Linked DNA regions of Oryza sativa: region 1 is linked to region 2. A link is a contact called in public HiCAR-type data. All regions are on one chromosome and are shown on one strand. The core of a region is the stretch at or near the end of the contact, and the rest is flanking DNA. Distances in the headings are between cores, read along the strand shown.

The links. HiCAR-type assays count read pairs that join an accessible place to other places.
Region 1: a contact with region 2 is called in a HiCAR-type map of leaf, with 2.7 times the contacts expected there. The contact joins the promoter of LOC4333003 here to the promoter of LOC4332995 in region 2. A contact is called at or near these places in 1 of 15 Hi-C or Micro-C datasets (seedling) and 1 of 4 datasets of contacts at active chromatin or transcription factors (leaf).

Annotation. Positions count from the first base shown.
Region 1 is chr3:15,810,481-15,815,347 of ASM3414082v1, forward strand. LOC4333003 reads left to right here and starts at 2,571. Exons shown (of 5, transcript XM_015777804.3): 1 at 2,571-2,794; 2 at 2,867-2,940; 3 at 3,086-3,215; 4 at 3,911-4,180; 5 at 4,261-4,867. The coding sequence starts at 2,666. The coding sequence ends at 4,530.
Region 2 is chr3:15,678,051-15,683,106 of ASM3414082v1, forward strand. LOC4332995 reads left to right here and starts at 3,490. Exons shown (of 10, transcript XM_015777155.3): 1 at 3,490-3,685; 2 at 3,905-4,061. The coding sequence starts at 4,021.

The DNA.
Region 1 (4,867 bases), core at 1,321-3,820, 130 kb after region 2:
TATTTTGCATGAAATATATCTGATGTACGATATAAATTGAGTTAAAGCTCAATTGCTCATATCTATATCATAGAAGACACTTTTTTTTTCTAACATGAAAATTTAAAAGTTATTAAAGATAATACAATTAGACCGTAGCGTTTAGCACGGGCATATTAAATGTTGGAGACGGGCATATTAAATGTTGGAGGTAGATGGTAGTTCTCCGATCATTTTCTGATCCGAGACCGGCTTATTCCTGGGCCTGCACGCCGGTAGTGAGCCCCCCTGCATCGGGCCCGGTCGCTACAGGGATGGGCCCCATGTTAGTGGGCCTGACGGGACGTGGCGTGCCAGAGGAAGGCCACCATTTGGCCCAAGGGCCCGAAGGCCCGTACGCGGCTGGACCACTGGCGGCCGCGGGCCGGTTGGTCGGTCCGGATCGGACGGACGCTGATGTGTCGCGCTCGCGTTTCCGCGGCGAATCCCAACCGCTCGTCGCGTCGTACGCAGAGTGAGTGGGATCCTCCACCCTCCGAGTCAAACTACAGTACAAACAAACACACATGATGTTCCACGACAACAGCTGAATCCTTTTTATCGTTCATGCATCTGCTGATAGGGGGTGCTACCAAATTTAGCGTTATCCAACCAACTCCCCCAAACTCACGTCACCTACTACCAATTCACGAGGATTGAAACAAAATAACGGGCTGTCCTCAAAAATTTATTTTTATTTCCTAAACCGGAAATAGGTAGAAAAAAACTGATCTCTCCAAAAAAAAACCCAGATTTTCCCCTAAAATAAAAGTGAGCCATTCTATTAAACAAACAATTTTGGAAATGTAGAACATTCTCAAGTAATAAACTAAAATGGAGAAATCGAGAGCCTTCTAACATTTGAACAACTACTTTGGTTCTTCCAATAACCAACCAGCTCAGTAATATGATAAAGTATCTACTAAACATATCTTTATTTATTTGCCATCTTTTGGCCACTATCAGAAAAATAAATAGATAAGGAAAAGTAACATTAGAAAAAAATATTATGGTTTTTTCCCTCAAAATAGAACATATTTCAGATATTGGTTACATTGAAAGCTAAACTCACATTAAGAGATTCTTTGAAATAGTAATACTCTTGAAGCAAATTATAAAATCAATTTATTTTACTAAATATATGTATATGCAATTGACTAATGGGCATATAAGATAAGCCATATAGCAGGCACGCCAATAAGCGCACTGATTTTCTTGTTGATAATTAAAATATCACTCAAGGTTACTAATACCAACCAACATTAAGCTATAACAATAGACACAATAATGATTTTTGAATTGTATGCCAGTTCAAGTAGACACTCGTTGTGACTGTATGGCCAAGAAACTGTTGAGAGCGAGCAGAGCATTTCTTCAAGGAGCACCGACCTAATTATCTCATACAGTATATCAGTTAATAGTAGTGAAGGCAGGCTCACCATTACCAGTTTACCACCCCTATCTTTTAAAATAGCATAGGAAAAAAATGTGAAAATACAGTACCACTCTATAAAACTATTACTAGTCACAAAGTGCACCTATTTTATATGTAGGCTCCCATCGAATGGCCTAATAAGCCAAAGAAAAAACCAATTTTAAATTTTCAAAATTAATTTTAAGTTTAATTTTGAGATATTTTCAACGTAATTTCTTTTTTAGTATTGACTTTCAAGTTACCAGTAACACATATAAAAATTTTACATACAAATTTATTTTTATTCCCTAATAGGGAAAAAAACCAAACAATGGGGCATGTAGTACTATACTTAGGCTGTGTTTAGTTCACACTTAAATTAAAAGTTTATTTGAAATTGAAACGATGTAATGAAAAAGTTGAAAGTTTGTGTATAGGAAAATTTTGATATGATAAAAAAGTTAGAAGTTTGAAGAAATATTTGGGAACTAAAGACGGCGTTAAACAAGCGAACGAACCAACCAACTACAGTGCTTTCACTGATCTGGTTGGCCGTCTGTGTACGTGAAGCCCGTGCGCGATGTGCTACAGCACCCCATTTTTCACCCCCGGTACACTCCCCGTCCCACCGGCACTGGGAGAAGAAAAAAAAAGAAAGAACACCTGACCCCACCTGTCAGTGGGCAGTAATTACAGTAGCCACGCGTATGGACTAGACTAGACCTCACCCTCCTCCTCCAGCTCCAGCCCATCACACTACTAAGGCCCTGTATAGATGGGACTAAAACTTTTAAGTCCCTATCACATCGGATGTTTAAAAATTAATTATAAATATTAAACGTAGACTATTAATAAAACCCATCCATAATCTTAGACTAATTTGCGAGACGAATCTAATGAGCCTAATTAATCCATGGTTAGCCTATGTGATGCTACAGTAAACATTCTCTAATTATAGATTAATTAGGCTTAAAAAATTTATCTCGTGAATTAGCTTTTATTTATGTAATTAGTTTTGTAAGTAGTCTATATTTAATACTCTAAATTAGTGTCTAAAGACAGAGACTAAAGTTAAGTCCCTGGATCAAAACACCACCTAACTACTACTACTTCACCTCACGAGTCTCACGCACGCACCACCTCCCTTTCTAGAGAGAGAAATAGCACCAACAAACAACAACGCCTATAGTCTAGTAGAGCCTAGAGAGAGAAAGCGCGAGGAGAGGAGAGGAGATGGAGCGGCCGGCGCCGGTGAGGAAGTCCCACACCTCGACGGCCGACCTCCTCGCCTGGCCGCAGCAGCAGCACCAGCCCGACGGCCACGCCGCCTCCACCCCCTCCCCCGCTCGCCGCCCCCACCAGGTTTCCCCTCCACACCGATGACCTTCTTCTTTTTTTTTTTTTTGGTTGAGCTCACGCATCTCGGATTTGCAGCCATCGGAGGCGCTGAGGAAGGTGGTGTTCGGTGGCCAGGTCACGGAGGAGGAGGCCGAGAGCCTCAACAAGAGGTAAGGAAATGGGGGATCCGAGGTGGAGGTGGTGGTCGTCGTCGTCTTGATCCAGATCAAGCGTGATCCCGACCTGCGCGCTTACTTTCTCGGCTTGGATTGATCGATTGATTGGTTGGTTGTGTGTTTGTGTGTGTTTTCTCAGGAAGCCATGCTCCGCGCCCAAGTGGAAGGAGATGACCGGGAGCGGCATCTTCGCGGCCGGCGCCGACGGGGAGGCGGAGGAGCCCGGCAGCGCCGCCGCGCCCGGCCGCGCCGCCCCGCGCAATTACCAGGTGCTTGCTTGCTTGCTCGCTCGCTCTAGGGAGATGCAATGGAGCGAATTCACCAGATTGGGGGTTTTCTCTCTTGCACTAGAGTAATGCTAGAGTAGATATTATTGTTGGAAATTACACGATTTCATATGATGGGTGCATAATTTTGCAATGCTGTGTTGCTTGTTAGCGTGAAAGTTATGAGAAAAGCTCGCGGCGTTGTTAATGCGTATTTTAGCTTCTCTGTGGAACAAATTAGTTCAGATTGATGGGTTGAACAAAACCTATTAATCCAAGTTGTAGTTAGTTGTTTGAACTGAAAATTGCTTAGCTTTTCGTTTTCTATACTATATTTTTGCTCTACCCACTTCAAATGTCAAATATCATCATGCCAACGTATTGGTCTGATTACATGGTAAAAGTTCCCAAATGTCCTACTGTAGGGTTAATTTGTTCAACAATGAACATTACTACTAGCCTTGTTTTTCTTTATGGGTTGCTGTTGCTGCCATCGTTTCTCGCTTCACAATTTTATTATCTATAGAATGTACTTAGTGAATCTGCGGTATGGGCAAAATTGATAATTATTTTTTCAATAAAGGGGAGCCAAGGAGGGGCAGTAGTATTGTCTAACATGACTTAGGTTTACTGCATTACATCAGATGAATCCATAATGAACGATATGGAGATTAAAGCATTTTTTTTAATATCTGCAGCCAGTTACTGTGAGCCACATTTCATTTGCTGAGGATGGAAGTGTTCCTCCCAAAAAGCCAACTTCAGTGGCTGAGGTAGCAAAGCAGCGTGAGCTTAGCGGTACTCTGCAAAGTGAAGCAGACAGTAAGATGAAGAAGCAGATTTCAAATGCAAAATCAAAGGAACTCAGTGGCCATGGCCTTTTTGACCCTCAAGATGTAAGGCCTAATGGGGCAAGGAACACAGCAAATGGCACCGGTGCCTCACACACACCTGTGAGAAATGCAAATGTACTGCTACCTGCTTGTTCCTTCATTCGATTTATGTGTCCTGAAATGCAATCTAACAAATAACTGTTCTCCTCAAACAGGTGAGCAGCTTCTCGTTTGGGGAGGCCAACACTGACAGCGTGACGAAAACTGCAAAGAAGATAACTGGCAAGAAATTCACCGATCTCACAGGCAACAACATATTCAAAGGAGACGAGGCCCCTGCTTCTGCGGAGAAGCATCTGAGCACCGCGAAGCTGAAAGAAATGACTGGGAGCAACATATTCGCGGAAGGACAGGCGCCAACCCGAGAGTATCATAGCGGGAACCGCAAGCCTCCTGGCGGCGAGAGCAGCATTGCGCTGGTTTAGCATTCTGGTGGACACCGTCGCTGTCCGTGTTTTCCTCTTTAGGATGAACCCTAGGAGTCGTTCTATCAGCAGATTGAGCTGCCAGTTTGCTTTCCTGTTTCGACGGTTAGGCATAAAGTTTGTTTCCTGCTGATGTGGGTAAAGACAGGCTATGCTCTCCTAGCATAACATTTGTTGTGGTGTTGTAGTTTGGTATGGTCAGTCACTTTGCTGTGACATACTCAAATGGAACAGCCTACATGGTGTGCGCTCTCATTTCTGTGACTGAAGATGCCGTTGCTTTGGTGTCTCTCCTTTCATTGTGTACGCCAGATCTGTACTGTTGACAAATAATAAA
Region 2 (5,056 bases), core at 2,240-4,739:
GAGACGAATCTTTTAAGCCTAATTGCTCAATGATTTGACAATATAGTGCTACAGTAAATATTTACTAATGATGGATTAATTAGGCTTAATAAATTCGTCTCGCGGTTTACTAACGGATTATGGGCATGTTTGGATCCGGAGGGCTATTTAATAGTCCTCCGGAATCTTGTTATTTAGGTGTATTAAATGTAGATTACTGACAAAACCCATTCCATAACCCCTAGCCTATTTTGCGAGACGAATCTAACGAGGTATATTAATCCATGATTTGCTACAGTGATGCTACAGTAATCATCCGCTAATCATGGATTAATATACCTCGTTAGATTCGTCTCGCAAAATAGCCTAGGGGTTATGGAATGGGTTTTGTCAGTAATCTACATTTAATACTCCTAAATAGCAAAATTTCAGAGGGATATTTAATAGCCCGAAGCATCCAAACAGGCCCTATGTAATTAGTTTTTTTATTAGTGTCCAAACACCCTATGCAACGTCCTATATAATACCTGATGTGATACGTCAAAACTTTACATCCCTAGATCTAAACATCCCCTTTTTATGTATGATGATACTCCTATCTAGTAGCAATACTCTAGTAGTAAATATCACCGTAAGAATGCGAAACTTTCACTTTCTCTGTTAATACATGAGGGAAGCAATTCCTCAATCTGCATGGTTTGAATAAACAGAAAAGGGAAAAAAAATCCGACGCCCGATGCATGCATCTTTCTGGTCAGTGTCATCGTTGATCTGTAACATCGTCATCAGCTGATGTCGAGGGCGATCAATTTTTCTCCCGATCGTAGTTAATTACACATGGGGCGGCACATGACACGAGTAACCGGGAAATAATTAGTTGATCGATCGGCAATTTGAAACAGTATCCACGCTAACAGCGACAGGTTAATTTTCTCTCTTGGAAAAGAATAAAAGTGACACGACAAGCGGTGATCTGGCTAGTTAGTTACGTATGATCACTGTTTCGGATAACACAAGACTGCAGGGGATCATGACAATTAGGGAGTATATTAATTTGAGTCAGGTAGAAAGGAACACGGCACAAATTATAATTTACCTGTCAGTATTCAGCATGCATTGAGCACGTACTACGCATTAATAAGGATTATCTAAATCCTTGCGCCTACTGTGTGTGTATATATATATAAAATTTATTTAGTGCTCCATGGTGTCCGGGCTTCATGATTCAAATTGAGTATATACTCAATTCAAATGAGTATAATTTTTTTTAAATGTTTAGGTATTAATATTAACTACTTTACTAACTAGTTCAAAAACAAGTTTGAACTAAATTTAAACATATTTTTGTTAGATTTTGATTCTAGGTATATAGCATCCAAACATATAATTAGTTAGGTATGTAATATTGTATTGTGAAATAAAGTTAAATTTGAGTTGTTTTATTGCTAGGTATAGGTATGAATCGAATTCTTACAACTAGGTATATACTCACAATTTAAAAATTTGAACGAATTTATGTATTTCATACCATGGTACCCGGTACCCCCATATGAGTGTCATATATATATATATATATATATATATATACCGGTGTTTATCTATCTATAGATAAACAAACACGTACCTACGAACGTATGCAAAGTCCCTGTCATCCAAATAAGTTGAAACGAAGAACAGTGTCTGGTCCAACCGACCAAATTAAATTATACTCCTACTAGTAGAGGTGGAGTTGGTCGGTCCGGTCGGCATTTCGCATTCGTCCGGAACGATCGATCGATGGGCGGATGGATCGTGACGTACGCGCGCGAATCCAAATTCCACCGTGGAGGATGAATCGATCGGTGTCGTTGAAGCAGCCAGGTGGCTACGGGAGGTTAATTAATTTGAGTGACGGACGGACGGACGGCCGGCGTCAGTTTTGATATGATGGTGGGGGCCAGCGTTGCAGGTGTACGTGCATGTGGTGCACGTACGTGTCGCGTGCCACGTGTGGTTGGGTTTGGGTGGGAGTTGTGTGGCCTGGGCGAGAGGGTGAGAGGCCGGTGCCACGTGTGGAAGGGCAGGCAGATGGGCACAGCTATCGTCTCTTGTCGGCAGCGTATATACACCCCCTACCGGGGCTAGCATAGCAAGCAGCGGGACCGATCACCCAAACTACTTCCATCGACTCCAATCTGCAGCGTCTTCTTCTCGGTCTTTCATCCGCGTGCGCCATGCGGGAGGTAGCTAGTACGTAGTACCACGAGTACAAAGCAAGCAAAGCTACATGGGGTGTGTTCGGAAGCTCTTTTTCTAAACCGTCTCTCTCCTTTTTCACGTGTATGTTTTTCAAACTGTTGAACGGTACGTTTTTTAAAAATATTTTTATACAAAAGTTGCTTAAAAAATCAAATTAATCTATTTTTTAAAAAAATAGCTTACACTTAATTAATCTGTTTTCCGTGCGGAGGGTTCTGTTGGGAGGCTGTGGTGGCCTGTCTGCGCGCGACGTACGCCACGCGAACGAACCAGCCGCTCACGCTCACATTGTCCTGCACTGGACCTGGTGTGGTGCAAGCAGGGCACACACATTTACACATTTGGCCTCATCTTTCCACTTAAGCTTTTACTTATCAGCTAAAATTTAAATTTTCAAGTTTAAATTTGAAGTTGATTTTAAGATTTTTTATCGAAATTTATTTTATAGTCTTTACTTTTTAAACTATTAAGAACACGTATATAAAAGTTTTGTTCACAAATTATTTTTTTTAGAAAAAATATGCCATTTCGGTTATGGTTAAAATCAGCCAAACGATAGCTTCCATTGTGTTGAGTCGATTCAGAGAACCACGTAGTGTTGGTACACTATTTTGCATTTAAACTGACTATATATTACATTCCCGATTCCTCTAAGACTTTTGAAACTTTATCCTCCCTCCGTTTCAGGTAGTAATATATTTTAATTTTGGTCAAAGTCAAACTAATCTTTAACTAATTCTTAAAAAAATAATATTTACAACACTAGCATATGCTAGTTTTATTAAATCTATAATTGAATAAATTTTCATATTATATTTATCTTGTGTTAAAAATATTACTATTTTTTTATAAAATTAGTCAAACTTAAGTAGTTTAACTTTGAATAATCTGTAACCTGAAAGGGATGGGTACTACAGTACGATATTGCACGAGAGAATTCCACGTCAGGTGCGAACGAGAACGGCACATGGCTGTCAGCATGAGAACACATGCCAGCCCATGCCTTCCCGTCCCTAGATCCGCCATATCGTGGCGGCCGGCGAGAGCGACGAATCACCCCAGTCCTCAGCCCCGCGTGCGGAAAAGCCTATCCATTTTATGGTCATGCTGCTTGTCCTGCACACGGCTGGGCCTGGGCTCCTAGACAACCCCACACCGTGCGGCCCCCACCACCCGTGGGCCCACCTCGCCAGTCCAAACCAACGGCGCCCCGACGGGGTCCAAACGGCAGGCAGGGCTCGCCTATATATACCTCGGAGAAAGAAATTAATGGCTACTTTTCTTTTACGCTTCTCCCCTCCTCCCTACTACTGCTGGTGACTAGTTCTACTACCACTCAAAAACAACAAACATAGCTAGTGATCTGATTTGCATTCAGGTCGAGTGAACAACCCAACCAGCAAAAGATCGGAGGAACAGAAGGGTTTGGTTGGTTGTTCGGAGGAAGGAGCATTTCGTTTCGTTTCGGGTGAGCTGTCGTTTTTTCTCACGCTCTCCTCCTCCTCCTTGTTTGTTACAGTTCACGCTGTTCTTGATTCCCCCTTTGGATTTCACCTCATCAATCTCGCCTTCCCTTTCCTTTTGCATCGAGTTAATTTCCAGTTCCAACAGATGGAGATACTGTATATAAACACACACGTTTAATTATTTGCTGAATCTCCCCTAATCATTCCTCTTCTTTTGGCAGATTGATTCCCGGGTTTAACATATTATCATCCATGGCCCACGACTTGCACGACGACCTGGAGTTCGTCTCCGGCGACGACGACGACTACTACTTGGAGTTCGATCACGATCCCGGCCATGGCTTCCACACCTCCGCCGCCACTTCAGCCTCCCAGACGGTATGGGTTAATTCCGACTTCAAATTAATTATTTCTATATTTGTTTGTACGACCCAATATTTATGTTGATCACTAACAATCCTACAAGATAAACTGTTACATTACCTAAAGAAAAAAAATAAAATGATTAAGGGGGAAAAATATCTTTTGAGTTGGTGCGCCGTTACATCAACTTAGTTTGTCCATATATATGTCTGACAAACCATGGTCACAAGGTTTTTTTTTTCCAGTGAAAATTCATGTCTTCTTGTTTACATAGCGTTTGCCTTAGTTTGTGCAATTTCTGGTTATTCATGGACGTTTCAGGTAAAGATGCAATCAAAAAGCATGTCTGACACTATGGTCCTCACATATTCATAACGTTTGAAACAGATTATTCACAGGATTCTTGTCACGGATTATCTACTTAATTATAACGATATATTTAATACTTTTAGAAATAAACTTAACAAATAGCTTAAACAAGTAGTGGTCTAGAAAGATGTTATTTTTTACAGGCATGGATCAAATTATCCGCGGTACTAATCTAGTGAAGTAGCTGTAAAGAACGTAGTAATTGATAATTTTATATCCTTTGTTACAAAAGTAACATAGGGAACCACACTTTTGGGATGTTTGGGGGTTTTTTTTCTACCACAAATAACCTGGCTTGATAATGAACAGAAATGAGAGAAATTATCAATTGACTGTTGGGAGAGAACCCTGGTAGCTGCTACACGTCCAGAGCAACATACTTTTGCACTGGTTGTACCACTAATCTTTCTTTGTTGGAAAATTATACCCCTTTCTACTACAGTATATATAAATATATGGTTTATTGGATGAAAAAAGATGGGAGATTCAGTTCATTACTGCCAGTGGGATGTCATTGAATTTAGGGGAAAAGAAACAAATTAAATGAAGCACCAAAGACTATTCTCGGATTAAATTAATACAAAATTATATAATGTTAAGGTATTCCACTCATAATTCAATGTATTACATATTACATTATA